Regions from separate parts of the Capsicum annuum genome. Here region 2 is linked to region 1. The links are chromatin contacts, called in public Hi-C maps. All regions are on one chromosome and are shown on one strand. The core of a region is the stretch at or near the end of the contact, and the rest is flanking DNA. Distances in the headings are between cores, read along the strand shown. Region 1 has its middle 29 kb from the start of LOC107866909. Region 2 has its middle 17 kb from the start of LOC107866887.

What was found. Hi-C and Micro-C count contacts between places; a contact is called where the count stands out from the background.
Region 2: a Hi-C map of leaf shows a contact between it and region 1, with 1.8 times the contacts expected there. The contact joins two enhancer-like sites. A contact is called at or near these places in 2 of 5 Hi-C or Micro-C datasets (leaf and placenta).

What each region holds. Positions count from the first base shown.
Region 1 is chr1:7,089,926-7,092,990 of UCD10Xv1.1, reverse strand. It overlaps the pseudogene LOC107860593. Among protein-coding and RNA genes, the nearest start is that of LOC107866909, 29 kb to the right of the region's middle. Within about 2 kb of position 1,655, at least 2 of the 5 cell types and tissues checked have an H3K27ac peak or open chromatin away from gene starts, as enhancers often do. A contact at or near this core is called in leaf, where this site is marked.
Region 2 is chr1:7,161,385-7,164,449 of UCD10Xv1.1, reverse strand. No RefSeq gene overlaps it. Among protein-coding and RNA genes, the nearest start is that of LOC107866887, 17 kb to the right of the region's middle. Within about 2 kb of position 1,654, at least 3 of the 5 cell types and tissues checked have an H3K27ac peak or open chromatin away from gene starts, as enhancers often do. A contact at or near this core is called in leaf, where this site is marked.

The DNA of each region.
Region 1 (3,065 bases), core at 406-2,905:
CACTACAAAAATACAAATCTTCCCAAAATAAGTTTTTTCAAGTCTTCGAGTTTCCTAACTTGAAGACACAACTCCTAACTCAGTTTATAGATCACTGAGACTAGAACAATGACTCACTACAACTCAAAGAACCTACTTACTACACACAGTCTACGACTTAAGTAAGGAACCAGGTTCTTCTTCAAGTATCAAAACTGTTTTGCTGATTGTTGATTTTCTTTTCAGTGCATTCAGTAAGTTACTTGATCGTGCTTTGTTGTATATATGCACACTTGTAATACACCTGTGATGGAGTCCTAGTTGATTTATGCTTCTTTCTTCTTTCAACTTTATCAAGTAACTCCACTCCTTGTTGTAGCCGTTTCTCCTCACCTGGTTGGATTGGACTCTTTTGCTTTATCCTTTATCCTTGCAGAACTCTTCTCATTGTTGGATTTCTAGATCAACTCAACTTCTGAGTATTGCATTTTCTTCCACTTTACTGAAGTGATAAGTGTTTGAGAAGGTTCCTGAATATTCTTGCTTATTCACTCCTGTCTATGTACAATATCATCTTATCAACAGTCTTGCCTGCATTTTTTCTTTGTACACTTGAATGGACCAGCTTTCACAACATGTTTTATTCACATGTCTATCATCAAAACTCCACATGCCTTTAACAATCACCAATATTTTTTTTTATTTTTTCCTATTTCATCTGGTATATTTTGTTTTTTTGTACTCAAATTTAATAAAATCTAAAATTTATTTCACTTAAATGAAATTTAACCTGTTATGAATTAAATTTTTGTACTCTTTTGAAATTATATATACTTTGTTCTTTAATTTTAGATTTAGAAAATGTGATTAGGTCCTTTGCAAATTTTTAAATTTTGTCTCAAATTTGTTAAACAAAAAAAGTGCTGAGTAATTTTTTCCAAGAAAAAAAGTAATCATATTTTGATATTATATTATTGAAAAAATTGAATAAATAAAAGAGCAGTGAGAAAAACATTTGTTGTATTTCACGTCTGCTTACGCTATCGGTTATCGCCACCATTCCCACTGATTGAACTCACTTGTGTGGTTGGCCAGAGATTTCTTGTAAAAACACTAACCATGTTCAGTTCATAATGAGACTAGTGCTGGAGTCGGGATAATTTTTACCAAAGGAATTTCAAACATAAAAAGGTGAATACACAGAGAGAAATTAAGAAGATTTGGGTCAAATATATTATATGTGCAAAGAAAAATATTTCACATTATAGCAACTTTTCATAGAAAGGGATTCGTTGCACCCGCCAGACCCTGATGTGGAGGTGATTGAACACAATAATTATTTTGTACTAGAAAGCGCAATTTGAATCTATAAACTATAAAATATATCGAAAGACCTGTCTAATGACTACAGGCAACTCATGCACTCATAGGAAGTAATAGTAACAAGTATTTTGTTGAATAATTGAGCTACGTACAAACTACTTTGGTCGCGACCGTTTTAAGAAAATGAAACAAAATCTATTCAGAGAGTTCTTGCACTCTCTGCTCTATCCAATCTGAGTTATAGCAGAATTCGATAGGATCTTCACGACAAAATTAGACCAAAGGGAGTCGTACCATGCAAAGCAGACTCGAGCGCCAGCAGCCAAGTAGCCAAAAGCTTTGGACGAAGCAGCCAACGGGTAAATGCTTTTTGTGAGTTCATACCAGGGATCCAGGGAAATGCTTTTTTGCTCACCCCACGAAAGGCGCATGGTGACTCTATTTCTTTCTCTGAGTTAGCAGCAGGTGAGAAGGAAAGACCCGTCACCAAAACGAGGAGAGCATGTTTCCAGTTTTAGCAGACCTGATAGCATATCACAATCCTAATGCCTTGCTCAATTCCGTCCTTGGGAAACGCTTTTGCTTCCAGTTTGTGAGCATGTGGCGTTTAGCGGACCTGAGATCAACTACACTGGGAGGCATTGGTTGAAGGAACCCATGTAGCTCAACCTTTTTCTATCGACTAGTATTTCAACGATTGCATCCATAAGGTTCCAATTTTGATGAAGGATCTGCACATGCAGTCATTTTTAGTGAAAACCTAAGTTAGCATGCAATTTCGCAACTTATCTTCATTTTAGGTGGAAGAGAGGAGAAATGAGCTTTACTGATACCTCTTTTGCACGATCAAGCATATACATGTAAGATAAGATGTGAAGTGCCTCAGAGTCAATGTCCTGACAAGCAAAATATATTTTGGAATTCAGGTGGCACGCAAAACACATCAGTGTAGAAAATACTGATGGAGTGAAGTACCACGGAAGTGCAGCCCAAAAGAAAGACAAGGATATATTTCAATTTTAGAAGCATATTTGAAACTCTAGCAGCGGCATACCACTGAAGTATTCTTACGCCCGGAACGTGGAAAGATAGATAGTGAAATCTTACATTTACCTATCTGTAATCCAGAAGTCAGACAAACCATAATGTTCATCAGATAGACCACCAAGAACAAAAGTCCGAGCTGCTGCAGTCTCAGCCCATATTATACTGAACTGAAATATATTATATGCATTAGTGACCATCATCCAAATGACTTTATGTCATGAAAAAGCATATTAACTTCCTAGGTTACTGTTTGATCCAAATACTGTGTTCACTGTTATTATTCAAGGTGCAAGATTAAGATATTATGGTAACACTTGACTAGGAAAGGGCAAGGATGCGGGTATGGATAGAGATCCAAATAACTGATGCGTGGAAACTTCTAAAAGGATGTATAGAAGTCATGTGTTAACATACTGTCACAAATTAGCAGCTGAAATCTGTTTCACGAGTTAATTGAGCCAATTACATAGTTTGTCAATAGATTTATTCCAAAACTACATGCAATGTGCCTAGTGCATATATATGTTTGTATGTCTATTCCATGTTGAGCATGAGATTTGTGTGTGTTCCAATGGCTATGGATTTGCTTCATGCTACCTATTAGGCTAGATTTCATAATAATGTTTGAGACTCCAACAAAAGCATATCTTACCTGGTGCTCTCCATACCACAGCTCATCAGCAGCACGTGATGCTAGCTGAACAGTAAAGTGATCC
Region 2 (3,065 bases), core at 405-2,904, 71 kb before region 1:
ATTAGTATGGATTTCATAGAGGGGTTGCCTAAGTCCAAGGGAAAGACTGTCATTTGGGTAGTTGTTGACAGACTAACTAAAGCTGCTCATTTTGTTGCCTTGTCACACCTTTACACTACTGGAGATATTGCTCAATTATTGATGGAACATGTGTACAAGTTACACAGAATGCCAACCAACATCGTTAGTGATAGAGATCCTATTTTTGTGAGTAAGTTGTGGCAAGAGCTATTCTCAATACAAGGGGTTACTCTTAGCACTTCTACTGCATACCACCCTTAGTCTGATGGCCAGACTGAGGTAGTCAATAGATGTTTGGAAACTTATCTCCAATGTTTCTGTGCTGATGCTCCTACTGATTGGAGTTCTTTTCTCTTATTTGCTGAGTTGTGGTACAATACCACCTTTCACTCTTCTATTCATACTTTACCTTATGAGGATTTGTATGGTCAACCTCCTCCGTTGCATCTTCCTTACTTGTCTGGTGATTCTGAACTGGTGGAAGTGGATAGGAGTCTGTTAGTTAGGGAACTAAAATTGTCATTGCTTAAATTTCATCAACAGAGAATGATATCTCAGGCTAATAAGCATAGGATTGATAGACAGGCTTGGTAGTTGGGTGTTTGTGAAGATTCAACCATATAGACAAGTCACTATGTATGCACATCACTTCCACAAGCTATCATACAGGTACTATGGTCCTTATTTGATCATTGAGAGGGTTGGTCCAGTGGATTACAAGCTTGACTTACCTCCTACCTTGTCGATTCATCCTACATTCCATGTTTCTTTATTGAAGCCTTGTCATGTGCTCCCATCCTCTGTGTCTCACCCTCCTGTGCTTGATACTAGTAGTCCCTTTTGTCCATTTCCATTGAAGGTGTTGCAGCGACGAATGATACAGAAGGGTAACAAGGCTGTGCCTCAATGGTTAATTACTTGGTATTAGGTCCCTGAAGAGTGTGCCACTTGGGAGGATGCTTCTGTAGTTAAGTTGAGATTTCCCACCTTCCTTCCTTGAGGTCAAGAAAGTTTTTGAGGGGTAAGTAATGATGGAAGTCAAGTAGAATACACTGGTTGAGTTAGTTATAAGTTAGTTGTCCTCTTTCTATCTTTACTATAAAGTCCCTCAATATTTTATTATTTCATTATTCAGTTATTGCATTTAGGCCCTTAGTTAGTTACGGAGAGTGGGATATAAGTCACATGTAATGACTGCAAGAGCATGAATGAAGTGTTGTTAGCTCTTTCCTATTTTCTCTTCATTTCTCTGCAATTCCCTTTTATTTTCTGCAAGTGCACCACCTCAACCATTGATCAACCTACTCTGATATCAACTGTTATACGTATAGGGTAAACAGGAGAGCCTGACCCAAAAGACTTGCCTATTAGGTGGGAGAGCTCATTTAGACTATACATCCAGTATTTGGTAGCCTCTTTAATCAATGAGGGATTCAATTGCTTCAAAACATATGACATTATAGAGAGAATCAAAGGTTTATTATAACCAAGTAAAGAGAAGTAATTAAAAAACAGGCAGAAAATGTATGCTACTGGATTTATATATTTATCATAATGTCTATAAAAAAAGATCTTTCAAAGACACAACTTTGGAACCTGAGACCTACGCCAAACTCTGCTACTTTTAGTAGGCTGTAGAAGTCAGTGATCAATGCTGACAGAAGTGACAAGTACTGTATTTCTACCCAAAAATGTAGAGTGAAAGGGAGAGCCTTCATCTTTCCCAATAAAATGGTTTAAAACTATGATACTGCTGATCACTCCGTTACTCTTTCGAGATCAATCGTGATGATATTAAAACTCTGCACAATATAAATGGACAGAGAACAGGAAACACCAGACTTCTGGAAATATACTAATACAGCTTGTCTATGTTGTATATCTCTGAAAGCAACAATAGGCAATAACAATTCAATACCTCAATGAGTCCAATTCCTTTATTTTCAGCTTCCTGCCCAGCTCTTACTCCATGTGTCTAGCAACCAACACAAAAATCAGGAAGAAATAAGTTCAAGATAGAAAACGTAAAAGTGGTTGCTGTTAAATATAAAATGCATTTCAAACTCATAATGCCATTGAGTCACCATACCAGTAACCTGAAACAATGGATGTATGAAGGATATTTACAAGAAAAGGTGTTATCAGCTGAAGATTATTATAGCAAGTACAAAATTGAGGCAATATATATAGATTTATGACCTTAGGATTTTTATATTGGCTACACAACAGCAAAATGAGAACGGATGCTTGCAATGTCAAGTTCCAACGCAGAGACTTTTGTTATTCTCAAATGGAGGTCACACCAGAGGAGTGGTGAGGCGACGTGAAGTAACCCCAAACTCATTCTTGCACTAATATGTATCAGGCAAGTCATTCTTTCTCCTCCTCATAGTACAACATAATCAGCAGTAATATGCACATTGTGCCTTTTAACATGTTAAATGGTCAATAGCATAAACACACTGCAGGTGCATGTAAGATCTTTCTCTGCCCCTTGAGACATGAAAGACTGGACAAACAAGCCGCTTTAGGAGTTTAAGAGTAAAAGTTGAAAAAAAGTACACCCACAAAAGATGTGGCATCTTTTGGCAACCATTTCAGAAATCAAATACGTTAAAAGGTTATAAACTCTTAAATAAATAATTTAGCAAACTAACCATTCTTCAAAACTATGAAAAATTAATGCAAATACCAAGCAGAATTTACGTGAAGTGAAATACCAACGCACTTAGCCGAAACTAAAGTCTTATCCTTATCGGTGGATGACTTGTCTGACTATATTTCATGTTATTTCATCCATTACACTACTAAATATACTCCTAAGTCATTTTGCATTTCACTATTAGTTACTTTAATTCAATTTGAACATTTAGTCACAGTCTACTACTTATAAAGGATCATTAAATCCATAAGAATCCCCTATATGTACTGCTACTTCCTCCAGTCTATTTTTTTCTTGGCAGCTGAGAAATTTTCTATTTCCAGCATTGCCACTTGATCCTTCTCTACTGAAATACTAGACTTGGTTCACTTGCCGAGATTCG